2 separate regions of the Hordeum vulgare genome follow, and region 2 is linked to region 1. Evidence: chromatin contacts called from public Hi-C data. All regions are on one chromosome and are shown on one strand. The core of a region is the stretch at or near the end of the contact, and the rest is flanking DNA. Distances in the headings are between cores, read along the strand shown.

Region 1 (2,859 bases), core at 118-2,617:
GTTACATGCGGTTAACATGAATAACAACTCCTGGCCGGCGTTAAGCCGCCTTAAGATCGATATGAAACTCTTGATGCCCATCGCGTCGATTTGGGCCCCAGCTCGGCGCCGGTTACTTCGCCGCCGCCCGACCTAGAGGGAGCTCCGTGTGGCCAAGGCAAAGGCTAGGAGCACACACAGACCAGCAACTGTCTGCACGTGCCGGCCAACAAACGAGGGCCACGACACCCTACCCGAGCGAAGGGGACGACAACCGATCTAGACGCGAGCGAGGGTGTTGCACGGCGACGAGATTGCCTGCACATTTACTACTCATATTCCCGGCATGGAGAGTGGAACGTGGCGGCCATCCTGTCCTCTTCAGCGTCGTGGGCGCCGGACGTACTAGCCGTGAGAGGAGCAACATCTATCTATCTATACATTTTTTCTTTGACGTCTGATTCGTAGAAAACTGACAACATATCAGCAGGGGGGCAACTTGCCAGGACTGTTGCAGCTGACATCTATTACCCTCCTTTCACGACTGCAGAGTGTGAAAAACAAGCGACAAAGACTTTGCCATGTGTCTAACAGAAAGCTGACGGCAAATTAGCTCTTTTTCTATTTACAATTTGCAAGTCTTTGTCATCTGTTTTTCAGCCTTTGCCGTTTGTTTGAGGTTGACGGAAAATTTACTAACTCCTGTGGCGATTCCTTTGACGCCTTGTGTGTCCGTGGTATGCCGTCCAATTTGTTGTGCTTTCACTTTCTAGCATTTTTAGGCCATTGAGCAGGGCCCACAAGAGACTGTTATCGGGCATCCACTTGTAGCTAAAGGAGTAATATATTTTCCATACCGGTCGTTTTTAAAATATTTAAAAAAAATGTTCGACGTAGCCCGAGCATCAAAGCGCGTCACTCAATTTAATTTCACTAATACTTTCCTTATGTACCATTTTCTATGTTCGTACCCACATAGGTGTCATAATCTAAAGTGGTGATCATACCTGCAAGGATTCAAAAACCATGAACTAAGGTACTAACCGGAACGGCGGATGCCAGAGGCGAATCCACCAGCTCACCGTGAAGAAATAGGGGAGGAAAAGCTAAAGAGGTGATAGCACTAATATTTTCCATAGCGGTCGTTTTCAATGCTCACCCACATAATGTGTTATAATCTAATGCAGTGATCACCATGTGATTTGTATGATGCTCTTCTGCTTATTGCTGGATAAAAATAAAATATGTGAAGCGCGGTTCGCGTGGTTAGCCAACTTGTGAACTGGGCGAGTGGCAGGTGAAAACGTGGTTCGCGTGGTCAGCGCAGATCATCATGTATAAATACGTACTACAACACATGATGGCACTCATCTCCACACAACTAAGCCAACAATGTGGTTCTCTGCATTGCTGGCTTGTATAGTAGCTGTGATCACCGTTCATGTAGTGCACATCCTGCACAAACACAACAAAAAGAGAGTTTCTCCTACTTGGCCTCCCGGCCCTGCCGGCTACCCCATCCTCGGCAACCTTCTCTATGTCATTGGCCCGCTCCGCAACAACCCGCACTCCGCGCTCGCCTCCCTCGCTCAAACCTATGGACCCGTCTTGTCCCTCCGCCTCGGTCTGACCCGCACCATCGTCGTGGTGTCCTCAGCCGCTGCGGCTCACGAGGCCCTTGCCAAAAATGATGCAGCACTCGCGTCCAGGCTTGTGCCGGACACCGTTCATGCCATGTCGTATGGCGCGACGTCCATGGTCTTCCTTCCAAGCTCCAACCCATTGTGGAAGCAAGACCGCACCATCATGGGCGCCCGCTTCTCCTCTGGCCGGGGCTTGGATACAATCCGGCCCATCTTGGAATGCCATGCCGGGCATCTCACCGAGCACTTAAGGGCATGCTCTGGCACTGGCACGCCGGTCGTAATCAGGGAGGCCGTGAACCGCACGGTGCTCAATGTCATATCCAACATCCTCTTTTCTGAGGATGTGGTGGACTTGTGCATGCCGGGGCCCCAACCTTTTAGGGGACTCATAGTGCCGGTTTTAGAGGAGTGGTCAAAATCCAACGTCTCCGACGCCTTCCCCTTCCTTGCACCAATTGACCACCTCCTTGGCTCGCGCCGCCGCATTTCCATACATCTCGCCAAACTCTTCAAGTTCTTTCACCAAGAGATCATTCAGCGCCGGTTAGCTAGAACTAGCACCGGCGGTAAGAACACCAACGACGTCTTGGACATTCTCCTCATGCGACATGCCATGTCCAAGCTCACGCGCCAAGAAATAGTCACGTTCCTAACAGTACGTATGTTCATTGTGTACCTTTTCCGTTTGCATATATTGTATGCATGTCGAATGTTCATTTGTTTTATTTCTGTACAGGATATGTTCATCGCGGCAAGTGACACGAGCACAGTTACTGTGCAGTGGGCTATGGCGCAGCTACTGCGCCACCCAGAGAAGATGGACAAGGTGCGAAACGAGCTCTCAGCATGCCTTGCAGTTGGGTCCAGTGATTTTGTTAAGGAGAGCGACCTCGACAACCTTCCCTACCTCCACGCCGTGGTGAAGGAGACATTGCGGCTGCACCCAGCAGTACCATTGATACCACGGGAGGTGGCTGCCGACGGAGTCTCACTGGGTGGATTCCCCATCCCGATCGGAACAGGTGTCGTTGTCAACTTGTGGGCAATCGGAAGAGACCCTGCGATGTGGCCTCAACCTGACAAGTTCGTGCCTGAAAGGTTCCTGGCTGTAGGTGCAGGTGAGGCCGTGCACTTTCAAGGCAAGGGCGACAATACCTATAGGCCATTCGGCGCCGGACGGAGGGTCTGCCCTGGAATGGACTACGCTCTGCGATCGGTTCCGCTATTGCTAGCC
Region 2 (3,241 bases), core at 204-2,703, 320 kb before region 1:
TGCCAGCCCCGCGCCGTCGTCCGCCATGCCCGACATGTCGGCCTTCCCAGGCTCGAAAGCAACCTTGAGCCCCATGTCCCGGAGAATGTTATTCATCGTCATGCGGAAGTTGACCTTGAATTTAGGCAGCCGGAAGTCGCCGACCTCGACGTCGCTCGTCGGCAGGTGCTTGAGCAAAAAGTCGGGGTCGCTGGCGATCTTGCCGGTGAGCCACCATAGCCCATCACGCGCGTCCGGGAGGAAGACGCACATCGAGTAGATCGGCCCCGACAAGGGGCGTCCTTGCTCGTAGCGGAGCTGGAGCACCTTGAAGCCGTCATGGCACGCGATTCTGTGGTCGCCGATGCCGCGCATGAAGGGCGAGTAGACGGATGTGTCGTCGAGGCGGTGGAACTTGCCGGCCTTGGTGCGCCCTTTGTTGAATCGCTTGTTCCACTTGCCCTTGAAGTAGATGGCATTGGCGAGTAGCAGGGTGGTGCGGTGGCACAACGTGCCTGGGCTGAGGATGGATGGGATGAGGTTGTTGGTCGATGCGGCGATCCATGCGTTGATCTGCTGCCTTGCCTCCTCCGGCTGCACGTACCACCACAACCAAGGATACATAGTTAATAACGACGTATCTGTAGTACATACTCCCTCCGTCAGTGCATGAAAATTCTTTAGAAATCTAGGAGTAGGTGAAATGAGTGATCACCTTGTCAAGAAAGTTGACGGCGCGAGTGACGGCCTTGTACGACTCGGTGGCGACGTGACGGTAGGCTGAGCGGAGGGGCATGGTGGTGTCGTGCCACACGCCGCATGCGAAGCTGATGCGCGGGCCACCCCTTTGGGACCGGTCGGCGAGGGCCTGCTCGGCCAGCGCGCAGACATGGCCGGCGAGGAGGTCCGGCGAAGGAGCGCCGAGGATGGCCAGCAGCTCCTCGAGGGTGCGTCCTCGTGCGCCGGCAGCCCCCAGCGAGAGGGCCACGTAGACAGACAACGGCGAGAAGGCCAGGTTGTGGCTCCTGCCGGCGTTGAGGTCACAGAGGCGCTTGTTTAGGCCGAGGGCGAACGCCTGCAGGCCGTCGTGGGCGGCGGCATGATCGGCCTCGTCCCATCGAGCGGCCGAGGCCGCTGCCTCCGCCTCCGCTGCCTTCAACGCCGCTGCCTCCGCCCGTTGGGCTGCGTAATCGGGCTCCATCAGGCCGAGCCTCCGGGCTATGGCGTGGTAATCGTCGTCGGCGCCCGGGCAGAGCATCTCGAAGCAGCGGATGGCCAACTCCTTGACTGATTCCATCTTTAGTTTGTCTTTGCGTTGATGCTTCTCTCTTGAGTTTTGATTTGATGATGCGAATTTGTATGGAGCGAATTTGCCTTGGACGTTCACACGGAAATTGATTAGTGAAGGCAGCTTATACAAGGGAGGAGGAAGCAAGCAGCGTTCCCACACCACACCCACCATCATCTTCCTTCCTGTGGCACCCACACCCACACCCACACCCACCCACCCACCTCTCATAACTGTTGCCAACAGCGCCGGTGATGGATGCCGCCTGCTTGCCTTCTTGCCGGTGGCCGATGCCGCGTGCCTTAGCTGCGAATGTGGGGCTGACTGAGTCGCAGCACATCAGGTACTTGCATATTAAAAGTGGGAAACAGGTCATTAGTCCCGGTTTTAAAGGATCTTTAGGCCCTATTGAAAAGCCAAGACTAAACAATCGGGATAAAATGTCGAAATTTTTAGTTCGGTTGTGTTACAAACTGGACATAATAGTGCTTCACGTGGCTGTTTTGGGATGCTAGGGACGAGACCTTTAGTTCTGGTTTTCCAACCAGGACTAAACAATCGGAACAAAATGTCAAAATTTTTAGTCCAATTGTGTTATAAACCTGGCCTAACAGTGCTTCACGTGGCAGTTTTGGGGTGTCAAGGACGGGGATCTTTAGTTTCGGTTGGTGACACCAATCGAGACTAAAAGACGGCCACACGTCAACAGCTGCCAGACGTTTTTTTTAAAGAGGGGTTTCTGGAGGGTTTCGGGGTTTCATATTGTGTTTCCCTTTTTTATTTTTGTGTTCATCATCTTTGCTTCCTTACGCTTGTTGATATTTTCGGTCGGTGTCAACTAGACGCTAGCTAGTACGTATATATAACAATGAAGAAAGCATTACACGACATCGTATTACTCCCCATCATTGTACATACTAGTTAAAAAGCTCTTCATCATTTTAGGTAAAATAGCATAAAAAGATGAACTCCTCAGGTTGTTATCATACAACAAGTGACCAAGTTATCACAAGGTTGAAACAGTAACTACTGCTCTCTCCTAGGTAAAAAAGTATAATAAAGGCGAACTCCTACACCTTCATATTGAAGAACAGAGATCAACCTATCTTCAACTTTTGGGATGCGCAAATATTCCTCTCCAAATGGTATCGTGGATGCTTGTATTGCATTTCTCCATCCTTTGATTTTCAGAGTGTCTTCACATTGAGATATCCTGTATTTACCACGGTAAATAATCGGAGTTGGCCGTAAGCTAACCATTTGCAAAACGCCGATGGTAAACATCCATTTAGACACAGTCTCTGGTGGGAGTACGTGTTGAAAGACATTAGTAATAATAATATAATTAGCAAACTAGTTTGCTTAAAAACAATGTATAAAAAAGATGGATTAGGGACGCAATGGTAGAAAAAATCTTACAAAGTTGTCTGAATTGATGTTATAAGGGCTCAACTGGTGCACTAGTGGCACATATCAATGATAAACGTTGCCATTCATGTAGTTTTTAGCATTATAGTCAACATCATGAATAAATAAGATGAGATAATGTTTCTCGAGTTAAATGCATGAACGGTCCTCAAAGTTTACGAGATGTGTCAAGTTGGTCCCAAATCTATGGAAATGCACGTCTGGGTCCTAAATGTTACGTAAGTGATTCATTCTAGGTCCTTTTCTCGTCTGGGTCGTGGATATTTGCATCTGAACCCTTATAAATACTCTGTCTTTCTATTCCCAGTCCCTAGGTTTGCTCTCCCCCAGCTCTCTTCTCCAGCCGCCATGTCTCTCGCCGGAAGCTCGTCGGGTGGCAAGAGATTGAAGGCTTCCTCGTCGGTTGCACCGCTCCCAGTAGCTTTAGGACCCAGACGACATGCACCTCTCAGGTCACCGCTGCCGTTAGTTTCGTGTCCATGCTGTCAAATGCGTCGCACAGTTCGGTGCGTTTCCAGATCAGAAGCTAATCCAGGACGTGTGTTC

What was found. A called contact is a pair of places that touch in the nucleus more often than the background predicts.
Region 2: a Hi-C map of leaf shows a contact between it and region 1, with 8 times the contacts expected there. The contact joins the promoter of LOC123429020 here to the promoter of LOC123429018 in region 1.

What each region holds. Positions count from the first base shown.
Region 1 is chr2H:1,934,560-1,937,418 of MorexV3_pseudomolecules_assembly, reverse strand. LOC123429018 (cytochrome P450 76M5-like) reads left to right here and starts at 1,367. Exons shown (of 2, transcript XM_045113088.1): 1 at 1,367-2,280; 2 at 2,362-2,859. The coding sequence starts at 1,372.
Region 2 is chr2H:2,258,483-2,261,723 of MorexV3_pseudomolecules_assembly, reverse strand. It overlaps LOC123429020 (serpin-Z2A-like), which reads right to left and starts at 1,453. Exons shown (of 2, transcript XM_045113090.1): 1 at 695-1,453; 2 at 1-573. The coding sequence starts at 1,444.